Regions from separate parts of the Anas platyrhynchos genome. Here region 1 is linked to region 2. The links are chromatin contacts, called in public Hi-C maps. All regions are on one chromosome and are shown on one strand. Each heading gives the region's core, a stretch centred on a gene start, on an enhancer-like site or on the middle of the called end of the contact. The rest is flanking DNA. Distances are from core to core; before and after follow the strand shown. Region 1 has its middle 39 kb from the start of IRF8. Region 2 holds the start of LOC106016036 (dual specificity protein phosphatase 22-A-like).

Region 1 (5,278 bases), core at 141-2,640, 52 kb before region 2:
TGACTTGAAAGCCAGGAGAACAGGGCAGAGGCAGCGGCGAGGGACCGCGGGGCCATGGCTCCGCGAGCGCGGCGCTGGCAGCGGCGCTGCTTTTATTGTTCCAGATGGATCTTAAATTGAGCAGCAACAGGAGAGAGGCCTTGTAATAGCCGGGTTTACACGCTTCCCTTGTTTTCTCGGCAAGGGAGTTCAAAGGGGCTCGGAGCCACGTTACGCTCTCAATTGCACCGGTATAAATCCAGATGAACTCAAGGCAGCGGGCTTAGCAGGAGAGATGCCGTGGGTTTCCACCAAGGGTGGGGAGAGGACCGGATTCGCACTTCCAACATCTCTAAAATCCATAAAATTCATTTGATTTAGATTTTTACAGGAGATGAGCAGGATTTCTGCAGTGCGGTCAGGCTCAGGGCAGGAGCAAGAAGAGGGAATTTGTTTGCCAAGAGTATCGGTGATTTTATCCCCCCTCTCCAAATGGAAACACAAAGGCTTGCTCTGCAAGAGAAACAAAGCCTGCTTGCAAAGCAGGTTGAGAATACAAATTTATTTTGGTTTGAGCAAAAAAGTTTCTCCCCACCAAGTCACTACACTGTATTTCTCTTCCATCACAACACCAAAAAAACAAAGGAGGACACGGGGCCAGGCACAGCTTCCAGCCAGAGGGATGCCAGGAGAGGCTTTTGCCTCCCTGCAGGACTCATCGCCAGCAGGATCTGAGCTTGGAAGTGTCTGGCACACTGGGGAGATGTGAGAAAGGGCTTTTGGAGATGCTCTCTGGTTGTTACGGAGCCAAAAATAAAGCCCCTGTGGCACACCTCTCCCCCTGGCACGGCGTTTGCAGGCACAGCGGGGCAGAAGGGGAAGCTGGAGCCTCAAAAGGGGGAAGTGCTAAAGAAACTGATTTTTGGACATGAAAATGAGAATCAGAGGAGAATGAAATAAAAGGAGAAGGTGGAATAAAAGGAGGAACTTCACGGCCATCCTGCTCGCTTCCCCGCCCAAGCCTGCGCCCGAACTGAAAGGAGAGCACTGGAAGCAGCTCAGCTCAGGTGGGATCGAACCACGGGGGATGAAAAATAAAAATAATGCATCTCTCACACAGCAGCACGTCAGTCCCAGCTCCTGCTGCACCGAAGGCGTTATGCCTCCAGAGCTGAACTTCAGGAATGCGGCTGTCACCAAAAAGGGGAAACGGATGGGGACGCTGCCCCGATTGCTATCGGTCCGCCCTAATTAACGCCTTTGAGCGGTGGCCAGCCGCGAGCTGGAGAGTGAACTTTCCTCTGAACCCCATTCCTTGCGCCAGAGGGAGCCGCGCAGCCCTGCCTCGCGTCCCACAGCGCCCGCGCCCCTTATCTCCCCCCGAGCCTTCCTGTTTACGTTTCCCATTAGATTACTGTAATTAATGCAATAGCAGCAGATACTGTTTGGGAATGCGGCTGGCTACCACTCAGCAGAGGAGGAGGAGTGTTCAGTGATGCTCGCGGGGATGAGCAGCGCAGCTTTGTAATGGGATTTACAATTCCCCTACCTGGAGGTGCTCCCCAAGCCACGCAGGTGCAGCTCCGAGCCCAAAAACCTTCCTACAAGGATGCTCAGGGGGTTGGCTGGAGCTTTGATTCCAGTGGGAAGGAAGCAAGCAACCCCAAACGCACCCAAACCTGCGCCAAAATGCACCCAGAGGGCTCTAGGTGTGGGGCAGGGATGCACAGAAGCCCCCCCGTGTGCTGAGGGGTGCTTTGGGGTGCGCACCCCCAGAGCAGGGAGCACCCTGGGGCAGCTCGGCCAAGCGATGCTCCCTGCCTCCATCCCCATTAATCCTTCAGGAGGTGCACTTAGCATCCACGCCGTGCCGGTGTGCGGAATAACACAGCAGATTTTTGTGCTTTTGTGTGACATAATGCTGCTTTTTCCTGAAAAAAACGGCCAATTTCTCCTCATTCATCCCCTACGCCAGCTCTGCCCTGCGGACAAAAGCCCAGGCACATGCTGGAGTCCACCCAGTGTGAGGAAAGGAGAAAGGCAGGAATAATGCATGCCAAAAATAGTCTTTATCTGGCTTTTTCTTCCACTCCTATTCCCCCCTGTATCTTTAAATAAAATTGGTCCCTATTTTAATTTTAAATAAAACTGGTCTCTACTTTAATTTTAAATAAAACTGGTCTCTACTTGAATTTTAAATAAAATGGGAATTGTCCCTATTTTCTTGGAGGGAAGGAGAAAAAGGAAAAACCTGCCCTGCTTTCCCTGCACCCCCAATTTCCTCCAGGACCTCCTGCAAGCGCCCATGGCCCCGCACGGCCGCTGCCGCCCCTTGGATGCCGACGCGCCCTGGTCTGGGGGAAAGCAGGGTCGTAAAACCCAAATCAAGGCGAGCCCTGTGCAGATCGCTATCTGAATCAAAGTCCCCCAGCTGATGTATGGTCTCTGCTGCGTGTCAGGGGCCCTTTGGTGCAAACAGCCCCCTCGCTGTTATATGGCACCCCCGGGAACTGTCGCTATCGGCTCTGCAGACCTCGCCGAGCCCCTGGGAGATTTAGTGGGGGTCAGCGCGGCACAGCTGTGCTCCCCCCCGGTGACATGTAGGTAGCAGCCTAATAGGTGCTATATAAGAGCAGGGGGGAGATATGGATCTTCAAGGAGGGAGGAAATTCAGCCAAAAAAAAAAAAAAAAGGAAGAAAAAAAAAAAAAAAAAAAGGCTTTGAAATCAAAGCCCTGGTTGATCCTGGTGGAGGGCTGGGGGTGGCCTGGGGAGCAGATGGGATGGGATGGGATGGGATGGGATGGGATGGGATGGGATGGGATGGGATGGGATGGGATGGGATGGGATGGGATGGGATGGGATGGAAACCTGCCACTGGGATGCACTGGTGGTGGGCTGTGGGTCGTTGCCACCCCTTTTGGTGCAGCACACCCTGAGGTCCATCCAGGCTGGCACTGAGCCCTTCTGCTTGGCCGGTGACCCCTGAGACACTGATATTGGACCCATAGCAACACGGGGCAGAAGCGAAACAGAAATAAGCCCAATCCTGAGGGAGGGGGAAGAGCATCTCATGATGCAAAGCCCTGAAAATAGCCAAGCTGCATTCTGGTCTTGCCCCACCACACAGATTTTCTCCCAATTACCCACACACACCCCGCAACACAACGATCTGGCATCTCCTCCTCTCCGCAGACTTCATTTTTCTACCACACTCAGCCCATTTATTATCGCTTTCGGTGCAATAAACCCTGCTCATTCTCCAAGTGTGATCAAAACAGACGCTGCAGTCTGCTGCCATTCCCAGGTTTCCTGCCCGTGGGACATCTCTCACTCCCCCCCTGCCCGGGGGTCCTTTGCAGCTGCCACCCTCCCCTCCAAGGGGCACAAACCTGACACTTCAGGCATGCAAAAACAGCAACATTTTCCTTGCAAATCCCCATCAGCTGCAAGGCAGGAGGGCTTGGAAATAACCCCCCCTCACTGCTCTGGCTTGCCGTGCCTGCGTACGCTCCACAGCTGGAAGATTTGCAGCGTGCACGTCAGTGCCGCTGACCCCGGCACAGCTCCTGGCCGCCAGCAGGATTTTGCAGTGTGCTGCTTGCCCCGGGGTCACCGGCTGGGTGCCTGCACCCACACGGCTCCTGCAACGCCCAGGAGCTGGGCCAGGAGCTGCAGAGCTGGGGCTGCGCACCCAGGGGCAGCATTCATCCCCTTGCTCCCATTCCCCTGCGCGCAGCAGTGCCTGCATGCTGCAAAAAATGACTGCTTAATCTTTTTTTTTCTTGGGAAGGGAATTTTTGCAGGGATAAGCGAGGGAGCTGCTGATGTTGTTTTCCTGCTCCTGCCAGCTCTGTGCGCGAGGCATCTTCCCAAGATCAGCAGCCTTCATTCCTCTGGTGAGCAAAAAGCTTGAAGCGTGATCCTCGCTGCTGGGGAAATAAATCCCTCTCCAAATACCCAAATCTCCCCAGTCTTCATGCCCGCACAGCAGGATTGGGAGCCCGCAGGACCAGCCGAGGGTGCCTACAGCTTGCCACCCTGCTTTCCTTCCCCTTAACCCTGCACATCCCCAGCAGGACCCCTGCCTGCTGCACATCCAGGATTGCATCCAGATCCTTCGGAGCCAGTGGCTAGAAGCAGAGGGCTCCTGGCAAGGAGCAGGAGTGCAGGATGCCTACATGCCCATCCCAGCACCCTGGGGTGATGCACTTGTGGGCATAAAGCACCCTGTGGTGCTGAGGCTCTGCTGTGCCTGCACCAGCTGCTCAGGCAGCTTGGAGGAGCTCGAGCTGCAGGCGAGCCCTGGAGGATGCAGCGAAATTATACAGCTCATTTGATGAAATCATAGCCTTGCTGGCTCAGGAGAACCCAGCAGCACAACAAATCCCGCCTGAGGGACCTAGGATTAGAAGAAGAACACAGCAGCCACTTAAAAAAGCGCTAGTTCAGTACAAATCCAGGGATCCAGGCTGCTTGCTCCTGGCTGCCCATTTGTGAGAACACAGATCTCCTGCCAGGTCAGGAACTGTCTGCACCACTGCCTCGGGCATGGCCACGGCTCCCCAGGCAGCACAGGGCTATGGATAATCCAGTGCCCGTTGTGTGCACAGCACCCAAGGAATAGGAGATACCCAGGGTGTGCACAGCACCCAAGACGCATGCAAAATAGCACCCAAGATGTACCCAGCACAGCACCCAAGATGCATGCAAAATAACACCCAAGATGCATCCAGCACAGCACCCAGGAGCTGCACAGCACAGAGACCAAGGCACCGCGCCGTGCGTGCGGGTTGCGCTCGCCCTCACTAGAGGGAGGCAGTCTCCAACAGAAGCCGGCCGAGGATGTTTCTGGGCAGCCAGAGCTTTCTGCATAGAGGCTCTGAAGGGATCTGTCTTCCCTATGCACAGGCAGTTCCCTTCTACCAGCCCAAATCTGGGTCTCCCCAGAGCTGGGCTTGCTCCATTTCTGTGTGGATGGCTGGGCTCAGGTGGGATTGCCTCCCAAAATCACCCTCCTAGGTTAATTCCCCCCCATCCCAGCGTGTGAAAATAGTGCACAAAGGGACCTTTCTCCGGCCATTCAGGTTTGGTTTCCACCAACACAGAAGGTAATAGCTCTCCTGGGCTGATATCACAGAGCTGTGCACCCAGCTCACCCTGGCATAAAACCACAAGTCCCTCTGCTAACAGCAAGGCAGAGCGAGCAGGAGTGGCATTGATTGATAAATCAATTGAATTGATAAATGCACCTTGCTGCTGCATCAGGACTTTCTGTGGGAAAAAACAACAAAACCACT
Region 2 (5,787 bases), core at 2,425-4,924:
TCAGAGGCAGGATTTCCCCAGCTCTTCCCCGTAATTTCAGGTAGGAACCAGGCCGGACCCAGCCACATCTCAGAGGCACCCAAGGGTGCTGCAGCGATGCCCTGGAGCCTCCCCAGGTCCCAGCCCTGTCCCTGTCCCCTCTCCGGCGGCTGCTAAGCCCTGGCAGGACAACGTGTGCCAGCACGCACTCATGAGGTCACCCTCATCAATGAGTTATTTCCTCCTGGTCCCTTTTAATCCACCATAAATCACCCCGCCGTAGGTCAGCTTGCTTGAAAACGTCGCTTCCTTGATCCTGTTCTGAGCTAAAATTAGCCCCTTTTCATCTGAGCTTTGCTTTTTTTCTTTTTTTTTGTTGTTTTTCTTAGCAAAACGGGTGGGAATCCTGCCAGATGGGGCTGGCACAGCCCAGCACCAACACACCCCATCCCCATCCTCATGTCGCCACGACCCGAGGCCGCCCTCGCTTCCCCCCAGCCCAGGCCAAAGGAGAAGGCTGGAAAAAAAAAGCTGATTACCCAAGGGAATTAGCAAAGGGAAGGAGAGAAAGGTAGAACGGGACAGGCACGGCCATGGTGGGGACATTCCCAGGCTGGAAAGACCCACGTTGTGAGGAGAAATGTGTGGGGGCTTTTCTGAGCATCTCCCCTCCATCCCAACACCCTCCCTGCGCCCACCCCTGTGGGATGAAGCCGAGGGGCCACCCGTGTGCCCGGCCCTTCCCTGTGGCGTGCCAGCTGGGTTCCTCATCCCCGGGCAAACCACGGCTCTCCAGCACACAGGGGAAGGAGAAAAGGAGCCGTGGTGCAGCCGGGAGCAGATTTCACGGGATGAGCCACCACGGGCTGCGGCTTCCCAGCACCTGGGGAGGTGCCACCAGGAAAGCCACCGTGCCAAGCCACACGCAGAGCCCACCCAGGCTCCCAGCAGCTTTCCCCTTTCCCCACAGCCCCCCAGGTGCCCCCCATCCATCCCGGCACGGGGAGGGGAGCCGTGCTGCATGCCTGGGAACAGCGCTGGGGTTTGCGGTCCCCGGCCGGGGGCCGTGATTGACACATTGCTCAACCCACCATGCTTTTCCTGTTCCCCTTTCCTCCAGCCCCACTGCCCGTGCGGTTTGCTGCCCGCCTGGCCGTGCCCCGAGCCCCAGCAGCTCCAGCTGCACCGCACGACCCCGAGCCGGCCGTTCCCATGCCCCCCCGTTTGGTGCATCTTCCTTCTCCTCTCCCCGTTACCCAACGCTTCCAGGTGTTGTTTCGAGCTGGCAGAGACGGGCAGCACTCGCCCTCGGTGGTCCCAAGAGAGTGGGGTCCCAGGAAAGTGGGATCCCAGCCGTCCCCATTGCCTGCTGTAGGATTTCGGGGCCAGGACGGAGGCCAGCTCCAGCTGCACACCGCGCAGATCCACACCAAGAAGAGCAACGAAGCCCCCAGGATCTCTCATTCTCACTCGTGCACCAGCTCACCCACATGCACAGCCCCGGCCGAGCACCCTGCACCCACCCCATATCCCCCCCTGCCTCAGTTTCCCCTCTCAGACCCTTTCACCTGCCCTGCCACAGTGGGTGGGGGCACCCAGGGGTGCCACCAGGACCTCGGGGACAGGACTGCCACCGCCATGCTTTTAGGGATCCTCATCTCTCAGCCCCAAACCCGACGCCAGAACCACAGCAGCACCAAAAAAAGAGGGCATGGGGTGGGAGCCCAGGATCGAGGGGGGTCCCCACGGGCTTCACAGGCTGCCCCGGGGCAGGGGGAGCACAACAAGCCCCGGGGGCTCCCCAAAATCCCCATCCTGCGCTGCTGGGGCTGGATGCGTCCCCGGCGCTGCCGTGCGCGGGGCACCGCTGCCCTCTCGTGGCCCCTGCCCACGGCAGCACCACGGGGCCGGGCACCCCCTGCCTCCAGCTGGATTTTTTTCCCCCAAATCCTGCCAGGAGGCAGCCGTGGTCCTCATCCACCCCGCTCCCAGCGCTGGGCGCAATTTGGCACCGCTCGGTGCCAAGGCAGCGTCGCCATCCCCTCGGCGTGCAGCAGGAGGTGGGCACTGCGTCCCCTTGGCACCAGCTGGCACCGCGTCCCGGCCTCGCCACGCAGCCCCCCCGAACCCTCAGACTCACCTCCAGCACCGGTTTGGCTCCGGTGTGCACGGAGAGGACGTGTGTCACGCCGTGCCTCCGCAGGCTGGCCACGTCCTCCGAGTCTGGAAGCAGGAGCGAGGTGTGAGAGGTGGCCCTGCCGCCCAAGCTGCTCCACCGAGCCCTCAGCACAGCCCACAGCCATCGTCCTCATCCCCGGGTGATGCAGGGAGGCCAGGCTTGGGTGAAAAATACCCAAAATGAATGGCACAGAGCCCCCAGGATGGCCCTAACCCTGGAGCAGGGTGGAACCCAAGCCAGGTGTCAGCCCCACTGTAAATATTGTCCTGGCAAAACCCTCTCTGGGGTTGGAACTGAACGATTTTTAAGGTCTTTTCCAAGCCAAGCCAAGCCATTCGAAACGCAGGGGAGGCTTCCAGCCAGTGGGGTCCTCATCGCTCAGCTGTGGGGACCCCACAGGTGTCCCCTTCCCATGCCCCGGGGGCAGCTGCGCACTCACCGCGGATGTTCCCCAGGTAGAGACCCGTCACCACCTGCGAGGAGACAAAGGAGACAAGGAGCAGAGCTGGCCCTCCACGTGCCACACCATATTTTTACTTCCCGAGGCCCAAAACCCCAAATGCTCATCCCAAACCAGCTCCAGCAGGGACCCCATCACCCCGGGAGCGGGCTGTGGTTCGCTTTTCCACGGCCACCTCCTCCTGCAAACGGTTCCAAAGGTTGCCTCCACCAGCTGGGGACAGATGGGCAAAAGCACGGGCTGTTTGTGGTTATTTTCTGGCCGAGATGTTGCAGTAAGTGCCTTTTACTCAGATTTTGTCTCCAGCTCTCTGCCACGGTTTCCAAATTACATTTATCCCGCGTGCTGCAGCGTGGCTGTCCCAGAGTTTAATTTTATACCGGGCGAGGCACATCACGAGCAGCTATTTAAGGGCACAAACAGAATTTGATCCTCTCCACCGGCCCTGAGCACCAAGCACCAGCTAAAACCCCCTTTGCCCATTCACAGCACCCTGCAGCCGGGCACGGACACATCCAGGAGGTGACCAGGGGAGGAAAATTCCCCCTGCACACCCCCCGGGACCCCCGGCAGCCCCAAAGGTGTTAATGCCGTGGAGTTACCGCCCGCAGGATGAGCATCAAAGCCAGCTGCTGCTTTTTAGGCACCCCAAGGCACCGAGCTCATCGCTGGGCTATAAAACAGGGTCGGTGCTTTAAAGAGGGTGGGGGGAATTCCCTTTAAGTGCTTAAAGTTTGAAGGGGGGTGAGAAAGGGACGGTGGAAATGGATGCGTTTAGGGCACCACGGTGGCACCCCCCAATAAAGCAGAAGGGCCCAGTACCTCCCAGTCCCCCCAGTACCTTGCTCATCCCGCTCCCCATGGTTTTTCTCTCCCCGGGTTCAGGACTCGGGCAGCCTCTTGGTATCCGGGGCTATCTGCAAATAAACACCCCAAAATCCCAGGTGAGGGGAGCACGGGGAGCCCCACCGAGCTCAGCCCACTGAGATCTGCTCCAGCTCCTCACCACCGCGCTGCTGGGCAAAGGGATCGGGGCCAGCGGCTGCTGCGGGGCAGGGGAGGACAAAATAAGGACCCGGGGCCGTGGCGAGGCTCAGGTTTCCCTTCCGGACTCCTCGGCTCGCCAGGGCTTTTGCAGAAGCTTGGCATTTTGGGGAGAGGGAAGAAGAGGACGCCTGGGATGCTGCGAGCTGGTGCAAGCGGTGAGCTTGGCAGGATTTCTCTCCCAGTCAGGCTAATTCCTTCCAGTCACAGGAATGGGAATAAAAATTGTAGAATGAGGCACTTACCTCAAAAAAACAGAGCGTGGCAGGCTGCTGGAGCAGCAGCAGGGACGAGCCCATCTCCCCCCCCTTGCAGCAAGGGAGGTGGGGAGAGCTGTAGGGCTCCTAACCCCAGCACACGCTTCCAAACATCACCCCTCAAAGATTTATCCAGCAGCCCAGCACCCACCTCCCAGATCGATACTGTTGGCCTGTCAGAGGCTATATAAAGAAGGAAAAAAAAATAGAAAAAAAAGGAAAGAAGCAAATTTAATTCGATTTAATGGCTTTGATCTCTGGAGGCAGCCAAAAAGGCAGGAGCCTGCCTGCAGGAAGGCAGGCCACACGTTGGTGGGGAGCCCCAAGGAGAGAGATTCTGTGAAATTTGGCAGCCCCAGGCAGAGCAGAGGCGCCAGGCTTCATGGCTCAGGCCCTGAAAACACCAAGCTGTGTCTGAGCTCTAGAGCAGGGCTCGCTCTGCATCCAGTAAAAGGCCTGGGGTGCTCCCAAAAAGGGTGGCGTTTGTGTCCCTCCCCAGCTGCAGATGGAAAAGTGGAGGAGAAAAAAACAAACACAGAACCAGGCTCCCTTCGCAGGGAGAAGTGGAATATCCCCACCACGTGCCCTGCTCTGATCCACCCCGCTGCCTCGCAGAGCTCTGCCGAGCTATTTTTGGGGCTGTTATGGGACACGGAGCTGGGATCCGCTTGCCTTACACGTAGCTCGGGCCTCTGCAGCGCGACTCCTGGCTGGATCCCAGAATCATGCCCTTAAAGAGGTGAGGGAAAAGGCAGCGCTCCTCCCAGGAACCTATTCCTGCCCCAGAAAAGCTGCGTCTGGGCTGAACGCTCAGCACCATCCCCCTGCAGAGCTGGGTGAGATTTTTGTTGCTTGAATTCTGACAATCTGAAGTGTTTTCAATGAAAAGTGTTGTATTTGAAGCAAACTGACTGTCACCTTACTAATTTCCCCCAAGAAACACGAGTGTTTCATTCCCTTTTACCAATTAACGCTCCCTACACATCAGCCACGACACGACTGCCTGGAAAAACCCTTCCCCCTCACGCTGCTCTACAAATTCCCGTCCCAAAGGCACCTGCAGGTCAATAAAAAGGAAACCTTCAAGTTAACCAGAGGTTTATTATCATCTATTTAGGTGGAGAGGTTGTTCCAGTACATGAGCAACGAGGTCACACGCAGGTGATGGAATCATTTCATGTTCAAGCAGAGCAGGTTCCACTGAAGTCGCCTCACTTCTTCCACTCGTTCTTCTCGAAATCCCACTGGGAGGAAATGCCCTCCACGGGGTTAATTCGCATGTCCAACATTCTCTTCGTCTGCATGGACACCCACTCGTCGGAGAAGGTGTGCGGAATAGGGCCGTACACTGCCACGGGGGAGGAACAGAGACAAGCTGAGCAAGTGGGCGATGGGGGGACACATTTTGTTAATGAGACGCTTTTTCCCCCCAAAAAACAATCAATTCTGACCACCTGCACGCCATCACCCATCAAAGCAAAGCTCTCCGAGTTCAATTTTTGAAGCTTTCAGCTCAGCAGATTCCCACCTCGGTTCTGTTTATACCAAGATCCTCCTCCTAAATATGGCTGGGCCCCCCGCCCGACCTCGTGCGCTGCCCCAAGCCGCTGGGGGGCTCCCTCGCAGCAGGATCTTTGGCTGGGAGCAAAGCCAAAGGTGGCAGAAACCCAAATGTTTACAGCCAGAAAGGCAATAAGCTCGTGCAACAGCGAGTTTCACAGAGAGGGAAGGTCTGGGATTGTTAATTTATCGTTACTCTTTCCCCTCCCTTTCCTCCAAAGCTCCCTCCACAAGATTTAACTCTCCACGAGTCGATTTGCTGAACATTTTCGCTCCGTACCCACCTGTATCCATCCGGTCACAACCCC

Evidence for each region. A called contact is a pair of places that touch in the nucleus more often than the background predicts.
Region 1: a Hi-C map of skeletal muscle shows a contact between it and region 2, with 6 times the contacts expected there. The contact joins the enhancer-like site here to the promoter of LOC106016036 in region 2. A contact is called at or near these places in 4 of 8 Hi-C or Micro-C datasets (liver, skeletal muscle and subcutaneous adipose tissue).

What each region holds. Positions count from the first base shown.
Region 1 is chr12:2,779,708-2,784,985 of IASCAAS_PekinDuck_T2T, reverse strand. No RefSeq gene overlaps it. Among named protein-coding and RNA genes, the nearest start is that of IRF8, 39 kb to the right of the region's middle. Within about 2 kb of position 1,390, at least 1 of the 8 cell types and tissues checked has an H3K27ac peak or open chromatin away from gene starts, as enhancers often do.
Region 2 is chr12:2,729,452-2,735,238 of IASCAAS_PekinDuck_T2T, reverse strand. It overlaps LOC106016036 (dual specificity protein phosphatase 22-A-like), which reads right to left and starts at 3,674. Exons shown (of 8, transcript XM_038185402.2): 1 at 3,460-3,674; 2 at 2,598-2,631; 3 at 2,120-2,202. The coding sequence starts at 3,480. COX4I1 (cytochrome c oxidase subunit 4I1) reads right to left here. Exons shown (of 5, transcript XM_027466843.3): 5 at 5,001-5,267. The coding sequence ends at 5,131.